Regions from separate parts of the Sus scrofa genome. Here region 2 is linked to region 1. Evidence: chromatin contacts called from public HiChIP or PLAC-seq data. All regions are on one chromosome and are shown on one strand. Each heading gives the region's core, a stretch centred on a gene start, on an enhancer-like site or on the middle of the called end of the contact. The rest is flanking DNA. Distances are from core to core; before and after follow the strand shown.

What was found. HiChIP or PLAC-seq counts read pairs in DNA pulled down with a chosen protein or histone mark.
Region 2: a contact with region 1 is called in an H3K27ac HiChIP or PLAC-seq map of alveolar macrophages. The contact joins the enhancer-like site here to the promoter of RC3H2 in region 1. A contact is called at or near these places in 1 of 5 promoter capture datasets (liver), 4 of 47 Hi-C or Micro-C datasets (heart right ventricle, liver, psoas muscle and 1 more) and 1 of 2 datasets of contacts at active chromatin or transcription factors (alveolar macrophages).

What each region holds. Positions count from the first base shown.
Region 1 is chr1:263,818,368-263,825,299 of Sscrofa11.1, reverse strand. It overlaps RC3H2 (roquin-2), which reads left to right and starts at 3,199. Exons shown (of 21, transcript XM_013993837.2): 1 at 3,199-3,585. ZBTB6 (zinc finger and BTB domain-containing protein 6) reads left to right here. Exons shown (of 3, transcript XM_021068543.1): 3 at 1-1,446.
Region 2 is chr1:263,891,406-263,898,337 of Sscrofa11.1, reverse strand. The region is part of intron 2 of RABGAP1 (rab GTPase-activating protein 1); the gene reads right to left. Among named protein-coding and RNA genes, the nearest start is that of RABGAP1, 37 kb to the right of the region's middle. Within about 2 kb of position 4,292, at least 1 of the 83 cell types and tissues checked has an H3K27ac peak or open chromatin away from gene starts, as enhancers often do. A contact at or near this core is called in alveolar macrophages, where this site is marked.

The DNA of each region.
Region 1 (6,932 bases), core at 1,950-4,449:
CGTGTCAATTGATATAAATGTTAAATACCCTCTTTGTGATACTTCTGTGAAAAATATATTCTTTATAGTTTTTTTAACTATGAAAGAGACTTTAAAAAAATCCAGCTCTCATATTTGATAAAGCAACTTCGTAACTCCCAGGTCACTAGTTAGTGACATGGGGTGGGTCATCTCTCCTTGAGCTTTTCTTAAATATGTATGTAAAAGAACAACAGCTTTGATTTTTTTTAAACTTTTTTTTTTTTTTTTGTCTTTTTTTGTCTTTCTGCTGCTGTTGTTGTTGTTGCGATTTCTTGGGCCGCTCGCGCGGCATATGGAGGTTCCCAGGCTAGGGGTTGAATCGGAGCTGTAGCCACCGGCCTACGCCAGAGCCACAGCAACGCGGGATCCGAGCCGCGTCTGCGACCTACACCACAGCTCACGGCAACGCCGGATCGTTAACCCGCTGAGCAAGGGCAGGGACCGAACCCGCAACCTCATGGTTCCTAGTCGGATTCGTTAACCACTGCGCCACAACGGGAACTCCCAGCTTTGATTTTGATAATTTGTAAGATCATTTCCAAGTCTAAAATCCTCTTCATTTTATATTTAAACCTGAGTTCCTAAGAACAGAGAAAGAGGGAGAAGCAAGAGGAGAGTTCTGTGTCTTTATGAATGTTGTTATGTGGGTACTCCATTGGAGACAGAATTTTTCTAAATTGAGTAGTGTTCTTCCCCTGGAAAACATTGATAGCACAGTGCTCAATTTTCTTTCCCTTTTGACCTATGATTGTCCATTTATGGACATAAGAACATTTCCCTTTCAGAAATAGTTTGTGATTTTAGTACTTTTCTTATTTTTGCTTCCTAGGATGAAATTTTGTGGGGGAGTGAAGGAAGTGGGAGGGGAGAATAAAAGAATAATGAACTTTTTTTGGGGGGGGATTGGTATTGACTACCTTTGATGTTTGAAAAAAAGTATGGTTGTACTATGTTTATGTTTTATGTGTGCCTTGTCAGATTCTTGTGAAATTTTTTGTAAGCACTTTGAGATTTTTGCTTGGGGGGAAGGGGTGTTTTGTGAAAGTGGTGGTTGTTATTTATTATTATTTATTCCTGCTCACTAGCACAGAGTGATCGCAAAACATTCCTAGGAGAGTGTCTGTTTGCATGATGTGTCTAAACAGTTTCAGGAAAATGAAATATTTTTTAAAATGCAGGTTTTGGCAAAGTAAGTATTGAATTTATGCATTTAAAACATTCACTTTTAGTCGTTTGTGTTTCTAATACGATGGGAGAAAATGCAGTGTGTTTTGGTTCAGCTTCTTTATTTACTGGGTTTATGTATAAAAGATTTTGGAAAGACATTTGTTACTTTGGTGTAAGAGAAAATCTTTGCCCCCTTTCCCTGAATGTAACTATCTTATATGTTTACATAAGAAATAATAAACTGGAGATGGGAATGGAGAGCTTTGTCTACATGTGTGATTATTATTATTATTATTATTATTATTTTGCCATGCCCATAGCATGTGGAAGGTCCCAGGCCAGGGAATGAAACCACACCACAGCAGCCACCCAAGCCACTGTAGTGACAACACTGCATCCTTAAGCCACTGCACCACAGAGGAACTCCTACATCTGTAAACTTTATTATTATTTTTTAGAGCCGCACCGATGGCACATAAAGGGTCCCAGGTTAGAGGTGCAATTGGAGCTGTAGCTGATGTCCTATTCCACAGCCACAGCAACATCAGATCTAAGCCATGTCTGTGAACTACACCACAGCTCCTGGCAACTCCAGATCCTTAACCCACTGAGTGAGGCCAGGGATCGAACCTGCAACCTCATGGTTTCTAGTCATGTTCATTTCTGCTGTGCCATGACAGGAACAGCTGTAAACTTTAAAGACTATTTTTCTTGGCTATTCACTTAATCATTCATTCAAGAAATATTTACAGAGACTTACAGGATATACCTGTATTAGGAGTTAAGTATACAGACAAAATTCTCTACTCTCATGAAACATACCGTACTGGAGGGGGACAAACAATAAAAAAACAAAACCCATGTACTATGTCAGATTTTGAAAATGGACTGGAGAAAAATAAAGCAGAGATAAGTAGTGCCATGGAAGGAGAATTGAAGTTTAAATTTTAAATGTGATCAGGTCACCTTTGAAAAATCTTATTATCGTCCAGAAGAATGAAAAAATATATATACATATACCCATTACTCGCTAGTTGAATGGAAAGCAGTGAACCAAATGAATCACTGTTGGGAAACTTTCTCTTAGATTGGTGTATATTTCATAAAGAGAATGACAAGGATAAAAATGCATGTAAGAAAGTCTCTGATGTGGCCATTGAATTTTTTTTTAAACACTGATATTTCTGTCATCCAGGCAGTAATAACCATTTACATATTTTTAAAATCATTTTGGTCTATAAACTGCTTTTCCATATGACTTCTGATTTGTGGTGGGTCTATTTCCATAGACATTTTTGTTGGACATCTGGTTTCACACTGAAAAGTGCCTTGAGTTTAATTATAATTAATGGGTACCTTCTTAATCTGTGTTTTTCAATTTCCCTTCAGTAACAGAGTACACAGTGTCTACTTTTTAGAATTATATTTATGAGCACACGAAAAATAGATTAAAATTTTATTACCTAACACATGACCCGACATATAGCATAGTCCATTAATATTACTTCCTTGATCCCTAGTCCCAGTCTGCTTCTTCATCTATAAAAACGATAAGTCCTACCTTACAGTTTAGTATGAGAAAAAGTCCTTCGACAAATATTTACTGAGATATTAATGCCAGAATTTGTGATTGCATTTTGATCCCTGCCAGCTTCTGAAGAGCTCAGAAGTTTCTCTTTAATAAGGCGGTAAGGCATTAGTGCCAGCCAAATGAACTTTTTTTAAAAAAATAGGAAGATTGCTTGGCACCTATGTGGAGGGACTGAGAGATATGGTTGGCATCTGATTATGGGAGAGTGTGTAGAATGCATCATATTATGCTCACCAGTACCATGCCTTCCTCAAAGGCAGACACTGGCTCAAACCGGTGTCTAGGAGGCTGGCTCAAGGCGCATAAGAATGTGCAGGGAGTTTCCCATCAACCCTTTCGGCTTGCCCAGGCCTCCTAACAGTACCTCCCACAGTGCTCCAGGGTTCCCAAGTCATGTGATAGGGGTGGCTCTGCCGACCAGAGGGAAGCTGATGCGCAGTCCAGGTGGCGGGGGCTACTACGCTTCCCTTCCACCTCCCTAACTCCCGGTCTTGCGTGATCTCGCGCGAGGTGGGGAGTATCTTCTCGCGAGAGCTAGGTCGGGATCCCTTCAGGTCCGCCTCCGTGGTGAGGAGGAGGAGGAGAAGGAGGAGGAGGAGGAGGTGGAGGGAGGAGGAGGAGGAGGAGGCCCCGCTGCGGCCTCCGCCGCCGCCAACGGGGCTGTCCCTGTAGCTCCCGATGGAGTTTGATGTCGTGAAGCCGCCGCCGAGCTCTGCCCCGGCGAGACGAGGCGCCTCCGTCGCCGAGCCGCGCGGTCGCGGGGCTCCCGGGAGCGGCCCTTAGCGACCCCGCCCGGGTCCCCTCAGGTAGGGCGGGGGCGGGCACGACGCGGCTCGGGCCCCAGCCTGGGTCCCCGATTCCCGGCGGTCGGGCGGGAGACCGGTTTCAGCCCGGGGCCTGTGCGTTGTCGTAGCCGGTGCCCGGAGGGTTGGGAACCGAGGGCCGCACCTGACACCCGGATCGGGCCCGAAGTCCCCTGCCGGAGGAGGCCCCTCGCCCTGGTAGGGTTTTTGCAGTACCGAGCGCCCGGCGCAAATGGCCACCTCCCGTCGACACCCGCCGAGGGGACGCTTCTGACCCTAAGGAACCCATCCAAGTAAAGGCCAGGCTTTACTCTTCCTTTTCTACACCAGTTAGTAGGGTTGAAGAAGGTCCTCGAAACCAAGTCCTTTCCTAGCTTTTCGGCTTTCTGTCTTGGGGCTTCCCGAGATCGTAGTGCAGGGATGGTGGAGGCGATCTGAGTGGTAAATAGGGACCCCGGCCAAACAATGCCCTGGGAGGGCTTAACCTCCTGGGAGGGAGAGGGCCGGACCAGAGGGGTTGCACAGTGGTTGTGACGGAGCAATAGCATGAAACAGTCAGGGAATTCTGCTATGGTTTGCTTTCCCTCTTTCATTTTTCTTTCTTGGGGAAGCCTCTTAAGGAGACTCTTCCACCATCTTAGAAGAATGGTAGAAAGCATCTTTGTTTCTTACAGGCAGCTCTACTTTTCTCTGTTCTTAGCTTTCAGGAGGAGAGAAGATGGGGGTAGCTGTCATTTCCATCCTTCAGATCGCAGAACAGTTTAAGATACCGGTAGATAGAACCTTGACACTAAAATAGTCTCAAGTTATCACTGACATAAAGTAAATCTAATTTCGTGATTCCCACCCTGTTTTTTTTTTTAAATAACTACCTAGGTTCCTTTTTAATTCCTACTCTTCACTTAGGCCCCTTCTTTTTAATTCCTACTCTCCTCCCACCAGCTGTGATTAGAATAACTTTCTTTCCCAAATAAAGTGCTTAAGTAATCTTTTTTCCATTTTTATATTAGTCAAACTTTTAAATTCCAATAGGAACTTTTGATTAACCTGAGAAAGCTAATGTTGCTACACTAAATTTGGTATAATTTTGTCCAAAAGCAAAGAAAGAAATATTTTAGTTAGCTTTATGCAGTCTGTTTATAAATACACAAATTTAGTTATTATTTCTTGAAACAGTAAGAGGAGTTTGTGGATTTTTTTATCTGTCTAAAAAGCTATTATACCACTGTTCTAACATAACCTCCCTTTCTTATGTTGTTTACTTCCACATTCAGTGCTCGAAGAAATTAAGGCCCTTACATCCTGTCAAAGACCATTTTCAATTTTGCATTTTTGTTGATTTGGAGATTCATAATTTTCCAGATTTCTAGAGTTGGGAAAATAGCTCTAATGACAAAATGTTAAACATACATTCCGGGCATGTTTAGAAATACCAAATGTTATAATTCAAATTGGCTCCTATTTGAGGATTTAATTGTTTATCAGTGGATTCTTTGAGTTGCTCCTGAGCTGTTATTACTGTTGGGTTAACCTGACGTATAAGAAGACTTATGTCCTTTGTTCATATGTTTTCATTAATTCACTTTCTGCTTTTGTAATATACTGTGTCTTCCAGTTTGAAAAAATCAACAGAAATCCTTTTGAGGGGGAAATCATTTTTTTAACACAGAATTTTATATTCTGTAATCAAACTTCCACATTGTATGCAATATCAAAGAATGCTAAATAAACTTACAACAAGATCTTTTTATAATAAGTACTTGTTTATTGTTTTGGTTGGACTGAGTTGAAGTTTCATTTTGTATTGATGGAAAAAGGAAGCATGTAGTAAAACAAAGCTAGCTGGAAATTAAAAATAATATTTTGACTTGGTCGTGTAAGTGTTAGGCGACATCTTTATGATCTTCAGGTTTTTTAGTTTTTTGAAAACGTTCCTAAGTGTAGATGTAACTTTAACCACAAATTCTTAATACAAGTTAGGTTTGAGTGTTACTTTATAATTTTAAGTACTCTAGATTTGTACTGTCCAATACTAGCCAGTAGCCATATGTGCCAGTTGAACACTTGAAATGTGGCTAGTGTGAATTGAGCTGTGCTATAAGTATAAAATACACATCAGATTTTTTAAGACTTAGTTAGAAAAAAAGAAGTAAAATGTAATTTTTAAATATCGATTACCTCCTGAAATGATATTCTGGATAAATTGGGTTAAATAAACATATTAGTAAAATTAATTTCATCTGTTTTTCCCTTTTTTAATGTGACTACTAGAAACTTTAAATTGCTTGTGCTTCATATTGTGTTTCTTCTGGATAGTGCTGTTCTAGAGCTCCACTACTCTTCCAAGAAAAAAATTATCTAAAAAGAAGTAGATTAATGAAAATCAAAAATTTCCTGACAGACTATCTTCTTACAATTAGAATAACCAAAAGGCTAAAGACTTTGACAATATGAAGGATAAAGCTATCTAGTGGCCACTATTCAGTAGACAGAAGTGAGTAATTAAGTTCTATCCCAAAAAAGTATTTTTCAAGTAATCATCACTTAGGTAGCAAAACTTTATCAGTTGTATTAGTTAAAACAGAAAATTATCCCATTACTGTTCTAATAGAGGACATTGAAAGTTAAATCTCATGCTCGTTAAAAAACTGAGTTCAACCTGTGGTGAATTTTAGATGTAAAACTTGGATCATATCTTTCCTCACTTATGCTAAAGCACATATAATGGCAGTCTTTAAAATTGTAATCCAGTTCCTTTTTTCCATTCCTTTTAATATGTTTGAATGCTTTTTGGGGCCTGCAGTTTATTTCCATTGGTTTTGTTAGTTATATAAGTTAAGGTCTAAATCATACCTATGATGCTTTAAATATAATTTTTTAAGTCCAAAACTAATTCTTTCTAACTTTTCTGAATTGAGAAGTACTGTTACAATTCATTTCAGTAGTGTAAATTTCTCACATGAGTGAACTAAAATTAAAACAAAGAATGTTTTAATCAACAAACCTGAGCCCTACATCTTTATAAAGAGAATTGTAAAATATATTTTCTTATTATATAGTAGTGAATGAGGCGTAAACCTTTCTCTGGCATTTTAAAATCAGGTTTCATAGTCCTAACTGACTGCATAAACCATAGTAGACTAATAACAGAAAATGAAAGTACTTAGCTGATAAGCAGTTTGCTTTTAATAAAGCAATCTCTAATTTGAATCATATAAGAGATGTCTGTTACTCTTCCTGTTTTATGAGTTATTATTCATAGCCTGAAAAATTACTTGAGTAAAAATCTGTTAAGTTCTCATCTCTAACATTTCTCTCTCCTGTGGTTTATCTTGTTTATCCTTCTTCAA
Region 2 (6,932 bases), core at 3,043-5,542, 72 kb before region 1:
AGAACTTGTGTATGCTCAGATACAGCCAAAACAAACAAAACAGGAGTTCCCATCATGGCTCAGTGGTTAACAAATCCGACTGGGAACCATGAGGTTGCGGGTTCGATCCCTGCCCTTGCTCAGTGGGTTAACGATCCGGCGTTGCCTTGAGCTGTGGTGTAGGTCCCAGATGCGGCTCAGATCTCGAGTTGCTGTGGCTCTGGCATAGGCCGGTGGCTATGGCTCCCACTTGACTTTTAGCCTGGGAACCTCCATATGCCTCCGGAGCGGCCCAAGAAATGGCAAAAAGACAAAAAACAAAAAAAAACAAAAAAACACAAGCAACCCAAATTTTTTAAAAAAGGGCAAGACACCAAAGAAGATATACAGATGGCAAATAAGCCTATGAAAGAAATGCAATCATCAACCAGTAGGAAAAATGAAACCACAATAGGATGCCTCTGTACATCTATAAGAAGGGCTAAAATTAAAAATAAAACAATCCTGACAACAGCAAGGATGACAAGGAAGTGGAGCAACTGAAAACCTTTCATGCATTGCTGGTGGGAATACAAAATAGTACATTCGCTTTATGTAAATTTCATAAAGTTGAACATACACTTACCTATGACTCATTCCTATTTACCCAAAGAAAATTAAAATATACGTCTATATAAAGAGCTGTTTTTGTTTATAGCAGCATTATTCATAACTGCTAAAAACTGAATACAAAGTAAATGTTTATCTACTTTGTTTAGTGAATGGATAAACTACCATATAGCTATACAAAGGACTACTCATCAGCAATAAAAAGGAATGAATTATTAACACTAAAATAACATGGATAAATCTCAAAGGCTTTATTTTTTTTAATTAAATTTTTTTTTTCTTTTTACGGCTGCACCTAGGGCACATGGAAGTTCCTCAGCTAGGGGTCGAATTGGAGCTACAGTGGCAGGTCTACGCCGCAGCCACAGCAACGCCCGATCTAAGCCACACCTGTGACATATGCCACAACTTATAACAACACTAGATCCTTATCCCACTGAGAGGTAACAGGGATTAAACCTACATCCTCATGAACATTATGTTGTGTTCTAAACTCATGATGGGAACTCCTAAAAGTATTATTTTAAATAAGTCAGACATGAAAGGCTATATATACTGTATGATTCAATTTATATGGCATTTTTGGAAAAAGCAAAACTACAGAGACAGGATTCAGATCACTGACTGCCAAGGCTGGGGAGGGAAAAGACTAAAAGAAACTATAAAGGGACATTTTGGAGTAATGAAAATATTCTGTATCTTGATTGTGGTGGTGGTGATGGTTACATAAAAGTCTACATTCTTTAAAGTTCAGAGAGGGAGTTCCCATCATGACTCAGCAGAAACAAATCTGACTAGCATCTATGAGGATGCAGGTTTGATCCCTGGCATCGATCAGTGGGTTAAGGATCTGGCATTGCTGTGAGCTGTGGTGTAGGCTGCAGACACAGCTCAGATTCTGTGTTGCTGTTGCTGTGGCTGTGGTGTAGGCCAGCAGCTGCAGCTCCAATTGGACCCCAGCCTGAGAACTTCTATATGCCGGGGGTGCAGCCGTAAAAAGACAAGAAAAGAAGTTCACAGAATTCTATACACCTAGAGTTCTCTGGTGGCCTAACAGGTTAAAGTTAAGACTTGGGAATTGTCCCTACTGTGGTGTGGGTTCAATCCCTGCCCCAGAAATACTGCAAGCTGCAGGTGCAGCCAAAAAAAAAACCCACAAAAAAACAAAAACAAAGAATTATACACCTTAGGAGTAAATGATGGTATTTATTTTTGTTTTAAGTAAAATAAAGTTTAAGTAGTTAACAAAGCTAAAATAAATCATTCAGATTTCCTTTTCTATCACTAAACCAAGATCTACAGAAGAGCCAATATTCAAATTGGATGAAACAATGCTACTTTGGCTCTTATTCTTGGGATTTATAAATTCAGTTCATTAGACATGTACTATAGATACACTCTGTACCTGGTGCTGTCAGAAGCCTTGGGAATATAAGGATAATTTAAGAAATGGCCTCTGCTATCTAATAATGCCCAGTCTGGCTGAAGGGAGCCACTAAACAAATATTCTCTAAAACAAGTAGCACTACTAGAAAAAACATGTATGCTACTGGTATGGTAGCACTCCCTAAGAAGAGAGTGATTAAACCTTATATATCAGGCTTAAGATCTACCAGAGGAGCTGAGAGAATTTAAGCTTGGTTTCTAAGAGTACAGAGACGAAAGAGAGGAGGGCTTTCCAGGAAAGGGAGGAGTCTATGCAAAGTCTTTACCATGAGACTACTGGGCAGGACCAAACAGCCTGCTGCAAAACACAAATAACAAATTTGATTTTGAACTCCAAAAAAGACTTCTAACTTAATTTAGCACAGATATAAAAACAAAAAAGCAGGAGTTTCTGTTGTGGCTCAGCAGAAACAAACCCAACTAATATCCATGAGGATGCAGGTTCAATCCCTGGCCTTGCTCAGTGCATCAAAGATATGGTGTTGCCATGAGCTGTGGTGTAGGTCACAGACAGGCTCAGATCCTGAGTTGCCGTGGCTGTGGTGCAGGCTGGCAACTGTAGATCCGATTCAACCCCTAACCTGGAAACTTCCATATGCTGCAGGTGCAGTCATAAAAAAAAGAAAAAGAAAAAAAAAAAAGCAGACACATATGGATAATATAACCAAGGGCCATGTTTAGATCTGCGTCCGCCTCCATGTAACCTTTAAGAAGAGGAGAGGAGAATTCTTCAAAACAGCCCTTCCATGTCTTGGCTATTGCAAAGAGTGCTGCAATGAACACTGGGGTGCATTATCTTTTTGAATTATGGTCTTCTCTGGATATCTGCCCAGGAGTGCGACTGCTAGATCATATGCTAGTTCTATATTTAGTTTTTAAAGGAACCTCAATACTATTCTCCATAGTGGTTGCACCCGATTTACATTCCCACTAAAAGTGTAGGAAGGTTCCTTTTTCTCCATACTTTCTCCAACATTTATTGTTTGTAGACTTTCTGATGATGGCTATTTCGTCTGGTGTGAGGTGACATCTCACTGTAGTTTTGATTTGTATTTCTCTAATAATGAGTGATGCTGAGCATCTTTTCACGTGCTTTTGGGCCTCTGTCTTTGGAGAAATGTCTAGCTCCTCTGAACATTTTTTGACTGGATTGTTCGGCTTTTTTTATTATAAAGCTGTATGAGATGTTTGTCTATTTTGGAGATTAATCCCTTGTGGGTCGTTTTGTTTGCAAAGATCTTCTCCCATTCTGTAGGCTGCTGTCTTTTGGTTTTGTTTATGGTTTCCTCTGCAGTGCAAAAGGTAAAGTTTAGTTAAGCCCCATTTGTTTATCTTTGTTTTTATTTTATTTATTTATTTATTTGTTTGTTTATCTTTTTGCCATTTTTCTTGGGCTGCTCCTGTGGCATATGGAGGTTCCCAGGCTGGGGTCGAATCAGAGCTGTAGCCGCCGGCCTATGCCAGAGCCACAGCAACGCTGGATCCAAGCCATGCCTGCGACCTACACCACAGCTCATGGTAACGCCGGATCCTTAACTCCCACTGAGCAAGGCCAAGGATCAAACCCACAACCTCATGGTTCCTAATCGGATTTGTTAACCACTGAGCCACCACGGGAACTCCCTCTTTGTTTTTATTTTCATTACCCTAGGAGGTTTGGAGATATTCATATAAACTTAACATTTATAATATGTATGTTATATAATATCACAAACAGACACACACATATATGGAAAACAAACTCAGAGACTTCAAAATCAAACAGGGTTACCAAAGGGAAAACTCTGGGGGGAAGGGATAAACTAGGAAGATGGGATTAATACACATTCACTACCATATATAAAATAGATAACAAGAACCTACTGTGTAGAACAGGAAGGTCTACTCAATGTTCCATAATAATTCATATACATCAGAAAAAAGAATGGCTATACGTGTTTGTATAACTTCTTCACTTTAATGCAAACTAAAAGTTAATACAACACTGTAAATCCATGCACTCCAATAAAATTAAAAAAGATGTGATACATACATACAATGGAATACTACTCAGCCATAAAAAATGAAACAAGAAATTATCATACTAAGTGAAGTCAGAGAAAGACAAATATGAGATCACCAAAATGTGGACTCTAATAAAAAATAATTCAGAAGAACATAAAAAACAAACAGACTCAAAGACTTTAAAACCAAACTTATGGTTAACAAGGGGAAATGCTGGGGGGAGGGATAAAATGGGAAGTTGGGATTGACACATACACTACTATATATAGAATGGATGAAAAACCAAGACCTACTGTACAGCACAGGGAAATCTACTCAATACTCTGTAGTGACCTATATGGGAAAATAGTCTGAAAAGGAACAGATATATGCATATGCATAACTGATTTACTTTGTAGTTCTTCTGAAACTAACACAACACTGTAAGTCAACTATACGCCAATAAAATAAAATAAAATTAAAAAGTCCTCAAGTTTTCATCATGGCTCAGTGGAAAACAAATCTGGCTAGCATCCATAAGGATGCAGGTCTGATCCCTGGCCTCGCTCGCTCAGTGGGTTAAGAATCCAGTGTTGCCATGAGCTGTGGTGTAGGTCACAGATGCAGCTCAGATCCTGTGTTGGCTGTGGCTGTGCTGTAGGCTGGCAGCTACAGCTCTGATTCAATCCCTAGCCTGGGAACCTCCATATACCTCGGGTACGGCCCTAAGAAACAAACAAACAAAAAAAAAAAAAACAACAAAAAAAAAGTCCTTAAAAGATAGAAAAAAACAGAAGTATTTAAGCAGCCAATTTAGCAGCTACTATATAGACATGAATGTTTACAAGGACAGAGACTGATCATTGAATGATTTATTCATAATTCTACTTACAAAGTACAGTGGTAGTAAAACAAGGACAAAAAAACTGGGACGAGAGTTGACTTGTGGCACACCACAGGGTGGCACCGTTCACATCACAGACCATGTGAATAGTAGCCCCTGAGGGTTGCACAGAGTGTAGCCTATGCAATTGAACTTAGTAGTCCTACTTGTCTCCACAGTAAGACAGATCTGACTTTGGGATATGGCTCTGACATTAACTCTGTTGGTTATGGTCAAATTAACCTTTGGTAGCTACGACTGTCTCATCTCTAAAATGGGAATAACATCCATCTCACAGGACTGCCATGAGGGTTCAATGATTTAATAATGTGATCACTGGACATTTATTATTTATATTACAAACACTGAATCATGTGATTTTTAGGGTTTACCTCACTTTTCACATCACAGTACCTGCCAACTAATAAGCATCCAAAAGAGTATCTCCCCACCCAACTTTCAACTATTTCTTAATAAAACTCTGGTCCAAGTCTAGAGTTGAAGTTAAGTAAAGCAAACAATAATTTAAAAAGTAATTCTTCCACTTTCCTTGGTCCAAGAAAACTAAAAAGCATACCAACTACTCATGTGCAAAAGAAACATTACTGGAATAACATCTGTCCTTCCTAAATAATATCAAACTTTCACAGTACAAATTGCTACAAAAGTGCATTTATAGACCCAAAGGACAAAATGTTACAAAGGCAATATCCAGAGTCATTTCTTGGTCTTAGTTTTCTATTTCTAACTTTACAGCTCCTGTTTCCCTTCACTGCAACAATATCAACTAGGCGCTACTTAACTTGCCAGTATACAAGGTACTGCAGGCAGTTTGAGACGCTTTTCCAGCAGCGATTTTATGTCTTCAGGAAAGCATGCTTAGGAAATCAAAGTGTGTGCTAGAGAAGTCCACAGATGATCAGAAAATTAAAGACAAATTCCTGATGATCTATAATCCCACTACTTGTGCAATACTGCAGTGAAAATGCAAATGCAAATGGTTCAAACTAAATAATTTTGCTCAGCTTCAGGGTAAAAAGCTGAACCATTTCAAAAACAAGTATATAAATCTCAGTTGCATCAGAAAGCAAGGTAGAAAAGAACCAGAAGTCCAGTTTGGATACTGCAAAGTACAGTGACTAATTTCAAATCTACTAACATATTCTTCCTGTGATCTTTGAGAAGTCACTAAATCACTTTGCGTGTCATTTATAAACTGCACCTGTTATTATCTGTTTCTTTATCTTACTGTATAAAGGAAAGAAGAAAAACAAATTAGGAATTATTAACATTTAAAAGGGGAAAGGGAAAGGAGTAGAACCTTGTGAATTCATCCTAAAAAGACAACTGAAGGACCCAAAATATTTAAGATGGTTTTGCTAAATAATGGGATTAGGGCTAGGTTTTATCTACTTTTCTTACTGTCTCAATTTTCTGTATCAAGTATACATTATTTTTATAATTAGAGAAAAAAATGACAAAAAGACTATTTGCATCTTAGTAGAAAAAGAAAAGCAAGCATATTCAATTCTACTGTAAGCAGTGGTCCTGACTCTAGGGCCTTTCAAGCTTCTTGGTCTTTCCATATGTCACAGACCCACTTCTTTGGGACATTCTTAATCACTCCTCAAGGCTGAATTTTTACCAACTCTATGAAAACCTTTCTTTCCTTCTTCATGCAACAACCATGTTCTCATATAATTCTGCTTACATCTATATTCTAGCACTTGATGAATTTTGTCACGATGACATATTTACTTAAGTGTCTCCCCCAGGACCACTCTAATCCCCTTAATTAAACTGTATGTTCGTGGCTCAGTAACTCTTCCTGAATAAAAGATCTGCATTTCAGAGGCCAAGATTACCTGACTCTAAAACAGTATCAGAAACTGAGATTTGTTTACACAGTACTAAGTGAGAAAGAAGGACTTCTGTAACTACTATCTTATTAAAGCTTGGCAACTTTTTGCAACCAAAATAATGTCGGATTTTTCAAGAAGAAAACTTTATGAAAATTAAAAAGCGTAAAAAA